2 separate regions of the Muntiacus reevesi genome follow, and region 1 is linked to region 2. Evidence: chromatin contacts called from public Hi-C data. All regions are on one chromosome and are shown on one strand. The core of a region is the stretch at or near the end of the contact, and the rest is flanking DNA. Distances in the headings are between cores, read along the strand shown. Region 1 holds the start of NIPA2 (NIPA magnesium transporter 2). Region 2 holds the start of IMP4 (IMP U3 small nucleolar ribonucleoprotein 4).

Region 1 (6,780 bases), core at 2,174-4,673, 250 kb before region 2:
CAGTCCATGGGGCTGCAAAGAGTCGGACATGACTTAGCAACCGAGCACACACACAGATGTGTACAAGGTTTGAAGGATTCTGTGCTTATTTCTTAACAGTGTCACATGCTCATTAAAATAATTAAATGTGAAAAAAGTCAACATCTGGCTTTTAATAAATATCCTAGTGTTCAACCCAAAAATTAATTTCAAGTTACTACTTTTTCAGAGAGCTCTCCCCTCTCCCTCCAACAAATGTATCAGAAAATGCCTACTACATGTGTCAGTTATCTATGGCCTTGAGTAAACTAATATTAATTGAAATATATATAATAATTATTAAAATGCTAGAGAATGTCATTATTTACTTCTTAATGAAAAAGGGTCAAATTACTAATAGGGGGTTGAGCTAAATTAAAAAGATTATCTGAAATGCTATTCTCATGTTTCTGTCTGACATCTATGGTAACAAAATCAAAATACAGGAGAGTAATTGAAGGACAATGTATATATGAGAAGTAATTTAGATTTACTAATTCATGATTGTTAAAAAATATTAATAAATCTTGCCTATACTTCTCTAACAATGACAAAAGTAGATTTTAATAGTTTTATTGAGATATGATTGACATGCAATAAACTTCATGTATATAAAATACACAATTTGGTATGCTTTAATATATATGATGTCATATGATGAAAGCATCACCACGAGCAAAACAGTGAACATACCTATCACTCTCAAAGTTTCCTTTTACCCCATTGCAAGCTATCTGCCTTCCTTGCCCCCCCTACTCCCAACCATTCATCTGCTTTCTGTTGCTATATATTACCATCCATTTCCTGGAATATTATATCAATGTATACCTCTCTTTGGTCTGGCTTCTTTCACTTATCAGAGTTACTTTGACATGCCACCATATTATAGCATGTATCAACAGTTCATTCCCTTTTATTGCTCAGTAGTATTCCATTATAAAGACATACCATAGATGTTTATCCATTCATCTATTGACAGACATCTAGATTGTTTCTATTTTTTTTATTATAAATAAAGCTGTTACTAAATGTTCATTTACGTTCAGATTACATTCATTTACATTGTATCTTTTAATGGTATATACTTTCATTTCTCTTGGATAAAATTACCTAGAAGTTGACCAGCTGGATCATTGGATCATATGGTTGGTGTATGTTTAACTTTTTAAGAAATTGCCAAACTGTTTTATAAGGAGATTGAAATATTTTACAATCCTACTAGCAGTATATGAAAAGGCATTCAACTTTTAAAGATCTCATGATCAGTGCTTGAACACTTCTGTGTATAAGGTGTGCATCATCATGCGCTGAAGAAGTTATCTGGGCATTAAGGAGCTTGTATCACATTAGCAGGGGGTATTACATATACTTATAAAAATATACCGTGCAGACATAAGTGTCAGGTGTGTGCTGAGTTCAGATAATGAATTTGAGATGAGTCTGTGAGCTAGTGATGACAGAAAGATGATTAGATGAGGCAGGATTTAATTGGTATGATAACAATACTGGCAGAAAAGAGGTGCAAGCAAATTTGTTAAGTCAAGATAGTTTCTAAGCATTTTCACTCATATGAACTAGCCACTGCTTTCATTACAGCCATCTGCCTCCTAGAGGTACCTGTTGGAATTTATTAGTTATTGCTACATAACCTCGGAGAAGGCAATGGCACCCCACTCCAGTACTCTTGCCTGGAAAATCCCATGGACAGGAGCCTGATGGGCTGCAGTCCATGGGTTTGCGAAGAGTTGGACAGGACTGAGCGACTTCACTTTCACTTTTCACTTTCATGCATTGGAGAAGGAAATGGCAACCCACTCCAGTGTTCTTGCCTGGAGAATCCCAGAGACGGGGGAGCCTGCTGGGCTGCCGTCTATGGGGTCACACGGAGTCGGACACGACTGAAGTGACTTAGCAGCAGCAGCAGCTACATACCTATTCATGTCAAAAAGAGTGGCTTAATAGAAGATTCCTTCATTCTTTCTCATGTATCTGCGGATCAACAGGACAGTTTTGTGTACCTCAACCAACTTGGCTCTATGTCTGTTCTCTGGGTCAGTTAGGTGGCTTTGCAAGGTGCTCTCTCCACCTGGTCTCCTCCTCCGAGTCCAGGCTTCTTCTCATCATGATTTAGGCTGGCAACCACCACATTTTCTTGGCTAAGGCAGAGTCGGGATGGAGTAGAACTGCAAAGCCACTCTGCAAAATGTGTGGGCACACGGATGGGTACAGAATTAGAGCCATTTTTAACAGTCTACTGCATCATTAGAGACCAGCTTGTCAACTATCTTTCAATAGTCAGTGTAATTGCTTATTTGACCATGTCCTCTAGATAGAACAGGTGAGACCAAAATAGTAAACAAAAAAGTTCCTCTGAGCCAATTCTAAAAGGACAGTTGTCTGGTTGCCAAGTTTAGGGCAGATTAAAAGCTTTTAAATTAGAAGCTGTATGGTTACCAAAATCAGAGTAGTCAGGGACTGTGCAGTCTAGATAATAGTCCAATGAGATTGCAGTCCTAAACAAGCAAATTACACTTGGCGTTTTCTGACTAAATAAGCACAGACTTCATATTAGAAAGATTCCCACCCAAAATTATTTAAATTTGGTATAATAGTGTTCCCACATCTAGTCAAAAACTGGAAAAATATCCTCAGAGGAATTGCACCTGTAACCAAGGTATTGTTTTATTAGCAGGTCTCACTCCAGATCCAGCTAACGTTGCTCTTCCTGGTTTCTAATAAATAAATGAGCCCTCTTCGTCCTTTTTTGACGAAACCATGGTCATGGGTCCCATGAACTTTCTACGTTCCGGAAGAAGCCAAGGCAGGGCAGCTTAGCAGTGGGTCTCCCGTGCATCTGAAGAAAAATAAATGTCCCAAGTGTCGGGAGGTCGGCATTATAGCAAACCGTGAACTCCTCTCCCAAAGAACGTACCGAGGAGATTCGGATTCGGTTAGTTACCGTCTGGGAAGAGAAGGCCTTACCCGGAGCCAAACTCCGCCCCGCCTCCAGCACTCGGTTTCGCCCCTTGGCCTCCTCCTACTCGCCCAGGCCTCCGGGTCTCACTCTAGTCCCGCCCCTGCCCTCTCGGAGCACCTTTTCCTAGGATAGCTTAGAGACACAGCTTCATGTGCTAACCGCGCGTGAGAATTCACCGCACACGGTACTTCTTGAGGCTGATTTGATTTGATTTTTATCACTTGGTCAGCCAACGATCCAGACCACCTTCCTCTGTCCCGCCCCTTGCTCCGGAAGGCGCGCCGGGGGCGGGGCGTTTGCCGCGCCGCACTGCGCGCGCGCGCGCTGCCTCTTGCGTCACTCGGCCGCGCCCAGGTTCTCTTTCGCTCTCTCTTTAGGTCCTGGTGGCGGCGGTGCTCGCGGCGGTGGCGGCGGCGGCGGCGGCGGCGGTGGTGGTGGTGGTGGTGGTGGGGGCGGGAGGTCGTCCGGGACAAGTTCCCCTGGGCGCTCCCCCATGGAGGAAGCGGTGCGCACGGCTGCAGCCCTGGATGCTCGCACCTCTCACTGGACGGAGACGAAGGCGGTGGCCGCGCGAACTCAGGAGAGGGTAGCCGGAGCGGCCTGTGTGGGGGTGTGAGCGGAGGTGACCCGGGCCGGATAGCGGAGGGGAAGCCGCGCGGCGGGCCTGCCAACTTCGGTGAGGTCTCCACTTTTCTTCATTTCCGGCAAGCGCGAAGGGGCTAACTGTGGGCAGGCCTGCCCCTCTTGGGTCAGGAAGGACTCTTTTCTCGGGAGACACTGAGCCACGCGTGTTCTGAGGTGGAAGTAATTTCCCCCGTAACCTGAATCGAGTAATTCCACCATTAATTGGATTGCCAATAAATCCCACGGAAACCTGGCCTGGCATTTTCGGGGCGCCTGTTCATTAAGTTCATTAAAATAGTTCCATTTTGTTATGAGTTCCAAAAGATTGTTTCAGCTACCACGGAGATAGTAACTGATAGTTGAACAAGCCTTAGATGTCATTGTAACGTTTTGAGCATGGCCTGTTTAATTTCCTAACTTTTATAAAGTCAGTGAACCCTCTCTCCCTCTCCGTACAACTGAACAAAATTCATTATACCTTTGATTTTGTGTTTGTCTCTTGAATCTCTTTTCTAGATTTTTCAACTCGTTTACTACACTCTGTTTTAGTTTTGTTTCTAGAAATTCCCTATATACCATGAACCCAGTTAGTACATTTTTTGTTAAAGTACTAACAATAAATATGAGAGAATAGAGATCTTTGTTTCATACCAGTAAGCTGTCTGTTGAAGGAGTATGTTATGCTCAGTTGAGTAGGATTTATGTTAGTTGGTAAGTAAAATGAGTATGGAGGCTAGTAGCTAAATTTTAAAAAGTGTTCAGTAACTATTCATTCTTTTTGCTACTTCTGTATTTTCTTCTTTCCAGGCTGGAGCTACTCTGCCAGGGCTTAAAACTTTAAATGAGAATAAAGGGTTTTATTTACGAGGAAATGAGAATGAATAAGTCATCTCTAACCTCTTCCAGCCTTTTATTCATAAGAGAGACCATATTAAACTTACATGTAAGTTAAAATTTTAATTTATAATTACTGTTGCTAAATAGGATTGGAACGTTAGGTTCTATAGTATTTGAAGTTACTATGTTTAAAAGTAATTAGCCCGAGGAGAGGCTGGAAAAAATTAAAGCTGTGGAAACCAAGCAGAAGTAAATAATGAGAACTCTTAGATGTGGGCAGTCTTTATAGAAGTTGAGTCCAGTGAACACTTAGGTTCCATTTCAGGCTGTGCAACTTTTATGTGATCCTCTACCTAAGATTTAACCTGTGGGAGGTTTGGTTTCTTTACCTAAAAAGTGGGGGGTAATGATAGCTTTTTCTCATTATTGTGTGGATTAGAATTAATGTGTATCAATCACCAGGATTGATAATGTGTATCAGTCACACTAGTGCCTCCAGAGGTGTTCAATAAGTGGTAGTCATTACTATTAGGGAAACATAATAATAAGAAAGAATTACACTCTTTTGAGGGTATTTCTGCTGTATGAACACACCTTGCTGTGGTATCCCACCTACCCTGGTTCAGTTTTCGTTTAGTCTCTAAATGGCGTTGGACTCTTTTGCTACTGCATGAACTGTAGCCTGCCAGGCTCCCCTGTCCGCAGTATTTCCCAGGCAAGGATACTACAGTGGGTTGCCATCTCCTTCTCTAGGGGATCTTTCTGAGCCAGGGGTCGAGCCCGCATCTCTTGCTAGACAGGTCAGTTCTTTCCCACTGAGCCGCCTGGGAAGCCCTCTGACTCAGTTGGTGTCAGTTACATCAGCCTTTCTTTCCCTAAGAAACAGTGTGCTTGCTCCTGCCTTGGTGCCTTTGCTCTCGCTTCTTTCTGTGCTGTGTTCTTTTACTGTTTCTTTCAAGCCTCTGTGCAGTGTTACATTCTCCAGTAGGCCCCCTAGCCAACTTAGTTAAAATAGGAGCGCCTGAACCCAATTACTTTGTGTTACCCAATATCTTTAAGATTACTCAGAATCTTTAATGTGCTTTACTTTTCACTGTATCATTCACCACCTTCCAAATTAATGTTATTTACCAACAGAAGGTAAACTCCATAAGGGCAGGGTTTTGGTCTTCTGTATTCACTGTGTATCCCTGTTTTTGAACATGGTATGTATTCGTTTACTGTAAATCAGTTATTTGTGGACTGAGTAAATGAGATAAGCATACCATTGTCCATAGGGAGCCACAGTGAGGGGGGTATGAGTCATGTACATTAGTAATCATTCATAATAGAGACTGGAAAAGTGTCCAAAGAGAAATTCAGAATAAAGGTTAGCACATTCAGAAAAAAATTGGTTTATGGAATTCAAGCAGGGCTTCATTGTGGAGGTGCTTTTTTGAAGTAGGTCTTTAAAGATGAAAGGAATAATGTAAAAAAGATACAGAGGAGTGAAAGGAATAAGTAAAAATGGCAGTAGTGTGTTGACCTAGGGTGGAACCATAGCATTTAGGAAATACAGCAAGTAGAGATTTAAAATACAGATTTGGAGCAAATGGTGAAAGGTCTTAAATATTGGATTACAGAATTTGGAATTCTTTCTGTAAATAGTGGGTAGCCAGCCAGTGGCTGGCTTCTCTCAGAGAGAGAATCCATCTGGCACCCTTGGCCATTGTAGGCAATTTGGGTGATGAAAGATGAGGAAGCCACAGTTGGAACACGAGAAGCAGGTTGGGCATGAAGACTGACGTACACTGAGAACCTGGTTTGAGTTGCCCCTTGATTGTGTTCCAACTTGGGGACTAAAAGGAAACTAATGGAAAACTCGAAAGGCTGAGGATGAGGAAACTCATTTTCTAATCCCAGGTCTGCTACTCACCAGCTGCATGAGCAGTTACTTAACATTATCACATGTAAACTCTTGTGAAAGTGAAATGTCAAAAGTGCTGTGACAAGTTTAAAACTGTTAAAGAAATAGGTATAATTTTTAAAGTTAGCTAACTTTGAAATTGATGATGTCATTTTGCAAAGCAAATCTTTTTCTTTTTCTTTTTTTTTTTTTTTTTTTTGTTTTTTTGGGGGGTTGTGCTGCAGCTTGTAAGATCTCTCCCTGTGCGGGGATTGAACCTGGAGCCAGGGCAGTGAAAGCACTGTGTCCTGATCTCTAGATTGCCAGAGACTCCCAGAACAGATCTTATTTCAGGCTTTTCATATAGGTGTTAGAATACGGGTTCATGTTTTCCTCTTCCTTCAATTGTATGTTCTCTGTGCTTTAGAAGGAAGTGGAC
Region 2 (6,104 bases), core at 905-3,404:
ATTTTTTCATAGCAACTTTCATTGCCTGGTATTTTATTTAGGGCCTACTTATTTGTTTGCATGCATGTTTCTGCACTCAATAAAGATCCCATGAGGGTGTTATACCTTTTGTTTCCTGCTGTATCCCCAGCATCTCCTATGAACCTGAACTCTGCCAACAGCCAATAAATGCTTTTTTAAAAAACTGTAGGTGTGCAACAAGTCTGAAATGGAGAAAACCTGCAAAGCCTTTTGCAGACTAATCCCAAGCCTGGCATTAGCACTCCCGGTAAATAGAAAGTCCCTTTCAGGGTCACTCACCCTCCCGGAAGCTGGCTTGAGCTTGTCGCAGACTGTGAGGAACCAGGATTCCAAACCATTTCAAAGGGTTCTGGGGAGCTGGGGAGGAGTCTTGCTCTGGGGTCCTTGGGAGACCCTTGCGCCTGCGCAGAGCTGAAGAAAGAAAGGCTGGTGGTCTCGTTATTAATACCTGGCCATCTTCTTGGCGACAATGTTAAACTCAGTCTAAGCTCAAGATCCCAGAAAATACCAACTGTTGGAAAATCCGTTTTATGTTTCGGAAAATACCTTATTACAAAGAACCACCCCCCCCCCCCCCCCCCCGCCCCGTGTCTGTCCACTCTTTTTTACTGACTGCCATAAAACCGGCAAATGACCCCCCTTGTTTACCTGTGAAAAAGGCACAGAGACTTTTGCCATTTTGCCTGAACCTGCTGAAAGGTCAGACACACCCTTCAACTCCCCATTGTCTCATGAATGATTAACTGGGATTCGAAATTTGTCCCCCTGAAACTAGCTAGACACAGAAATAAACATCTTCTGTTCAGCTGAGACTTCCCCTGACTGCAAAACAATTCTAACGGTAAAGGACCTCATCCATAACTTTCTATTCCCCCTATAAATCTAAGGCAAAAAAACCGCTCTGCATAGGGACTTCCCTGGCGATCCAGTGGTTAAGACTTTGCCTTCCAATGCAGGGGGAGCAGGTTTAATCCCTGGTTAGGGAGCCAAGATCCCACATGCCTTGCAGCCGAAAAATCAAAACATAAAGCGGAAGCAATATTGAAAAAACAACAACAACACAAAACTGCTCTACTGAGATATTCTGATCTTCAGAATTGGGGCGCGCTCTATCGCAACAGCCGAAATAATATCATCTCCTCAGACGTCCCATGCATTTTGTTTTTTATATGGGAAGGGACCCTACGGGAAGAAGAGGGGGAGCTCACCTGCCTCGCGGGACCCCACCTCCTCTGGAGTCTGGGTGCCGGCTCTCACCATCCAGAACTTCTGGAGTCCGTCCTGAGTCTCGCTACAGAACGAGAAGAGAGATTGGACCTTTGGCGGCCCTAGCCGGGCCTCTGCCCGCCCACCCGCTGCAGCATGCAAGTCTCCTCACCTGGTGTAGACGCGGACCTGGGGCTCCATGTGGGAGGCATACTGCAGGGGCCCTACTGACTTGGCACCCATGGCATAGCGCGCTTTGGAGAGCGAGAGCCAGCCCTGGGAAGAGAGAATAGAGAGGTGAAACGAAGTAACTTCCGTGCGGGTGCCAGCACGCCCTCCCGCCCTAAGCTCCCACCTCCTCCACCCGGGCGTTTAGCGCCTGCCGCTTCGCCTCCAGTTGCTCCAGGTCTCCGAGGAGCTGCAGGAGAAGAAAGTCCAGCTCGGCCCGCAGATCCCGAGAAGCCATCTGCTCGGCTGAGTCGAGAGCCGGTTCCTGACAGGTGAGTGTCCCAGTGAGTGTCCGCCGTCCTAGCAGGACAGCCAACAGGCGTGAGAGGCCCGCCCCCTCGGGGGCGTTCCTAGTCGTGGGTGGACTGTGGCTGCCTGCTTTGTGCTTTTCAGGATCAGCGCCCTCAGAGCTGCGACCCTGGAAGTGATAACCTTCGGCAGACTAGTATCCGAAGGGGACCAGCCACCCGGACAGTCGGCGAGAGCTGTGGGTATCTCCGTATCACTTCTGGAAGAGGCCGCGATTTAAATGCAGGGTTGTCGGAGTGGTGATGAAACGAGGCGTCCATTTTAAAGGAGGGGCGGCTTTAATTTCAGAATGGGCGGGTAGGCGATCATCTGGTCAATCGCTGTACAGCTTTTACAGCTGCTGGAGCCTACAGTTATGGTTATTTTAGGGGCTCCTCACCTTCAAACTGAACATTCGTCTCCTCGCGGTAGGTAGTGAAGCCTCGGGCTGTAGCCTTTATTAACTGCCGTTCTAAGCCACGTGACAGCACCTTGCCACCCTATCCTGCCTATTGGTTGCTTCAGTGAGCACGCGCTTCAGTCTGGCCAATCGCTTTGCGACTCCCACCCTCTGTTCGCCATTTTAACTTCGGGCATTGTCGGAATCAGCGGAATCCAGTGAGGTCTCTACGGACTTTTGGTTAAGGGCGGAAGCGAGGACGGCGGAAGCGAGGAGTGCGTTGCGCAAGCGGTATCCAAAGATTCTCCTGGACCCACGTGGAAGTTGCGCTCAGGATGGTAGGAGGGATGTTTTAAACTCCTGTTTTGGAGGTTGGGGAGTGGTGGAGGCTGGGGCTGTGGCCGGTGGGGTCTGGGCGTATGTTTCTGGAGCCCGCTTTGCTTGGCGAAAACCGGTGTCTGAATGGGCCCGCTGTTTTCCCAGCTGCGCCGCGAGGCCCGCCTTCGCCGCGAGTACCTGTACCGCAAGGCACGAGAGGAGGCTGAGCGAACGGCCCAGGAGAGGAAGGACAAGGTTCGGCGCGCGCTTGAGGGTACGTGTTTCCCCCGCTCTTCAATCTTTTCTAGAGACCTTAGTTTTAAAACCCAACGGGAAACAGGCCTCAATGCTGTAAAACGCGTTTGATTAGCATTTACTTGTGTTAGTGTGGTGAGTAGCTTTTCACGTATTTACTGGTCATTTCCCTTAACTGTTTGATCTTCTTCATGGTTTGCACATGTTCCTTTCAAGATGGTATGAATTGCTTGTCATTTATGTTACAGTATCCAGATTTTACAGCTTGCTTATTTTATTTACAGTGTCTTAGTTGTTGTTTAGTCGCTAAGTTACAGTGTCTAGGCCTTTCCAGATGTAAACGTTTCACGTGGTCCTATACATATTTCCCCTGCGTCGTTTCTGTTCTTGGTCCCTATTTTCACTACAAGGTAATATCTGATTGTCTTTTACTGCTGTTACAAGTCCCTTGTATTTGAAAACTGTTAATTTGTGTAGAACTTAATTTTATTTGCGTTGTAAGTTAGGAATTTAACTTTGCAATATTTTGCCCATTTGCCCTACTGTTAAGAGTCTGTCACACATGCCTGTTTGGAAATGCTTTATTTATATGTATCTTGTTGGTTCCTGTGTTGGTGGAGCTCTGTTTCCTGATAGTGCATCAACTCAATACCTCCGTTTTAAATTCACTTTGATTGTCTTAGATTTTAGGCATGTAAAGTATTGTAGTATGTGTATGTATGTTTATGTCAAGCATAATGTAAAACAGAGCTTCTCAGCGCTAGTGGTAAAAGAATCTACCGTGCTGATGCAAGAGATGTGGGTTCGAACCCGGAGTAGGAAATGGCAGCCCACTCCAGTATCCTTGCTTGGAAAATTCCAGGGACAGAGGAATCTAGCGGACTACAGCCCATGGAGCCCGTAGAGAGTCCGTTGCGACTGAGCTCCTGATGTAATGACCTGTCTGCTCACCTTAAGAAGTGAACAATGATAAATATATTGAAGTTCAGAAATATTTCCCCCAACTTAGAGAACCACAGTATTGAATATTGATTAAAAATAAGCCATTTCCTTCGTCTTCTTTTTTGCCTGTATCATGCTTGTTTGTAATATTAAATCATATTGGTTGATTTTAGGTAGTATTAGGTTTTGTATATTCTTTTGCCACCTTTTTTTTTTTGGCATCGTTTCTAAAATCCATTGAATGTAGGTGGGGCTCCTGCAGGTGCATATTCCACAGGGTCTTCATCCAGTTCACTGTGGGGAGTGGACAGCTTATTTTTAGTTTGGGTCAGCCCTGCTGCTGTGAACACTGTCTACAGTGTGCAAGAGTTTGTCCAGGGTATGTTAGAGAGAAGGGCTGGATTCAAGGACATGCTTCAAAGTGGGCATGGCCACACAGCCCAGCTCTTCTGCCAAATCTAGCTTTAGTTCACAGAGGGAACCTCTGACAGAGCATCACGACTAATGATTTTAATGTCAGAGGGTTTGAGGGTTTCCTGATCCACCTTCGTATAGAATGAGTAGTTTCCTTTTTTTTTTTTTTTTTAACATTAATTTTTTTCTGACTACACAGGGAATGCTTACTTGTGGTTAGATATTTTAGAAACCTCTCAAGTCTTGACACTCAGGACCCATAGTAAATGAAATCACCTATAAACACTCTTAACAAGGTGACATATAGCCAAAAATAAATCATTTCATTTCCACCTTCATCTCTGATTACATATCAGCTCTCTGCTCAGAGCAGAGTAAAGGGGTGTTTTTCCATCAAGTTTGTACAGTGTTGTAAAAACTGAAGGTTCTGTGCATGTCTGTCTCAACCTCTCTGTCTTCCTTCTGCAGAGAACCGCCTGATTCCCACCGAGTTACGCAGGGAAGCTCTGGCCTTACAGGGGTCCCTGGAATTTGATGATGCCGGCGGTGAAGGTGACCTTCCCTGGCTCTATGGGCCAGCTTCTCTTGCTGCACTTGAGCCCACTAACTCCCATGTCATTCCTGAGACACCTTGAAGAAAGGCTGTGAAGCGCCTGATCCTGAGATTGTCCTCCAGGCACGCTCGTGGCTGTGCACAGATGACGCCTCAGGGGCCCTCTCACCGAGTGCTCCCCGTTGTGCTCCCATGACACAGTACTACCCCACTTTGTACTTGGTCTGTTGATTGGCCTTCTCACTGGGAACGTAGGCTCTGCTAGGGCACAACAGTGTCCATTTCGTTCATTCCTGTGTCCTCCGCTACCAGGACTTCATTGGTGTCCAGATGTGTGATTCATTGCATCATTCAGCAAATATGAAAGGAATCACAGCATAAATATTTGCTGTGAGGCAAAGGAGTCTGTTACTCTTGGTCTTAACAGAGTCTGAACTTGTGCTAACATGGTAGCTGCTTGTTCCATGTGATTACCAGAGCTTAAATGAACTAAAATTAAATAGAAAGATTCAATTCCTCGATCACACTTGTGCTTGTAGCCAGTTTGACCAGGGGTCACCCTGCTGCCCAGAGCAGGTACAGAGCATTTTCATCCTTGAAGGTATTGTCAGACAGTGTTGTTCTAGGTGGATTTGACCTCCGCAAGTTAGCATTTCATTTTCCTCGGCAATATCGTGTTCTTGTGCCTCATGCTCCTAACAGGTGTGACCAGCCACGTAGATGATGAGTATCGATGGGCAGGGGTTGAAGATCCCAAGATCATGATTACTACCTCCCGAGATCCCAGTTCCCGCCTTAAGATGTTTGCAAAGGTATGACGACAGGTGTGAGTGGGAGGTGTTCAGACACTTGGAGCCCCAGTCCTAACCAGAGGGAGTTCACATGCAGGAGCTGAAGTTGGTGTTCCCTGGTGCCCAGCGCATGAACCGTGGCCGGCATGAGGTAGGAGCTCTGGTGCGAGCCTGCAAAGCCAATGGGGTCACTGACCTGCTGGTTGTCCATGAGCATCGAGGCACACCCGGTAAGGCTGGTGGGAGGGAGCTTGGTGCTGCGAGGGTGGCTGGCTAGGAGCAGAAGGTCTCTGACGGCTTTCGTGGCCCTGCCAGTGGGGCTCATTGTCAGCCACCTGCCCTTTGGCCCAACTGCGTACTTCACACTGTGCAACGTAGTCATGAGGCATGACATCCCTGACCTGGGCACTGCATCAGAGGCCAAGCCTCACCTCATCATGCATGGATTCTCCTCCCGCCTGGGTAAGCGGGTGAGTCTGAGGCCATGGGCTGGGGGCTGGGGGCTGGGGGGTTCCAGGCCAGGCGTTTGAGGCTTTTCTTCCTGCTGCCCTAGGTCTCTGACATACTCCGCTACCTGTTCCCTGTGCCCAAAGATGACAGCCACCGGGTCATCACCTTCGCCAATCAGGATGACTACATCTCCTTCCGGTGGGTCTGTTGACCCAGCTCAAGTGATGTCCTGAGCTTT

Evidence for each region. Hi-C and Micro-C count contacts between places; a contact is called where the count stands out from the background.
Region 1: a contact with region 2 is called in a Hi-C map of blood, with 4 times the contacts expected there. The contact joins the promoter of NIPA2 here to the promoter of IMP4 in region 2. A contact is called at or near these places in 2 of 3 Hi-C or Micro-C datasets (blood and muscle).

The regions. Positions count from the first base shown.
Region 1 is chr3:267,933,930-267,940,709 of mMunRee1.1, reverse strand. NIPA2 (NIPA magnesium transporter 2) reads left to right here and starts at 3,423. Exons shown (of 6, transcript XM_065932013.1): 1 at 3,423-3,671.
Region 2 is chr3:267,686,072-267,692,175 of mMunRee1.1, reverse strand. IMP4 (IMP U3 small nucleolar ribonucleoprotein 4) reads left to right here and starts at 2,154. Exons shown (of 9, transcript XM_065931998.1): 1 at 2,154-2,481; 2 at 2,627-2,735; 3 at 4,541-4,624; 4 at 5,328-5,437; 5 at 5,514-5,646; 6 at 5,732-5,886; 7 at 5,970-6,064. The coding sequence starts at 2,479. It overlaps CCDC115 (coiled-coil domain containing 115), which reads right to left and starts at 2,225. Exons shown (of 5, transcript XM_065932001.1): 1 at 2,144-2,225; 2 at 1,400-1,503; 3 at 1,230-1,312; 4 at 301-447. The coding sequence starts at 2,158.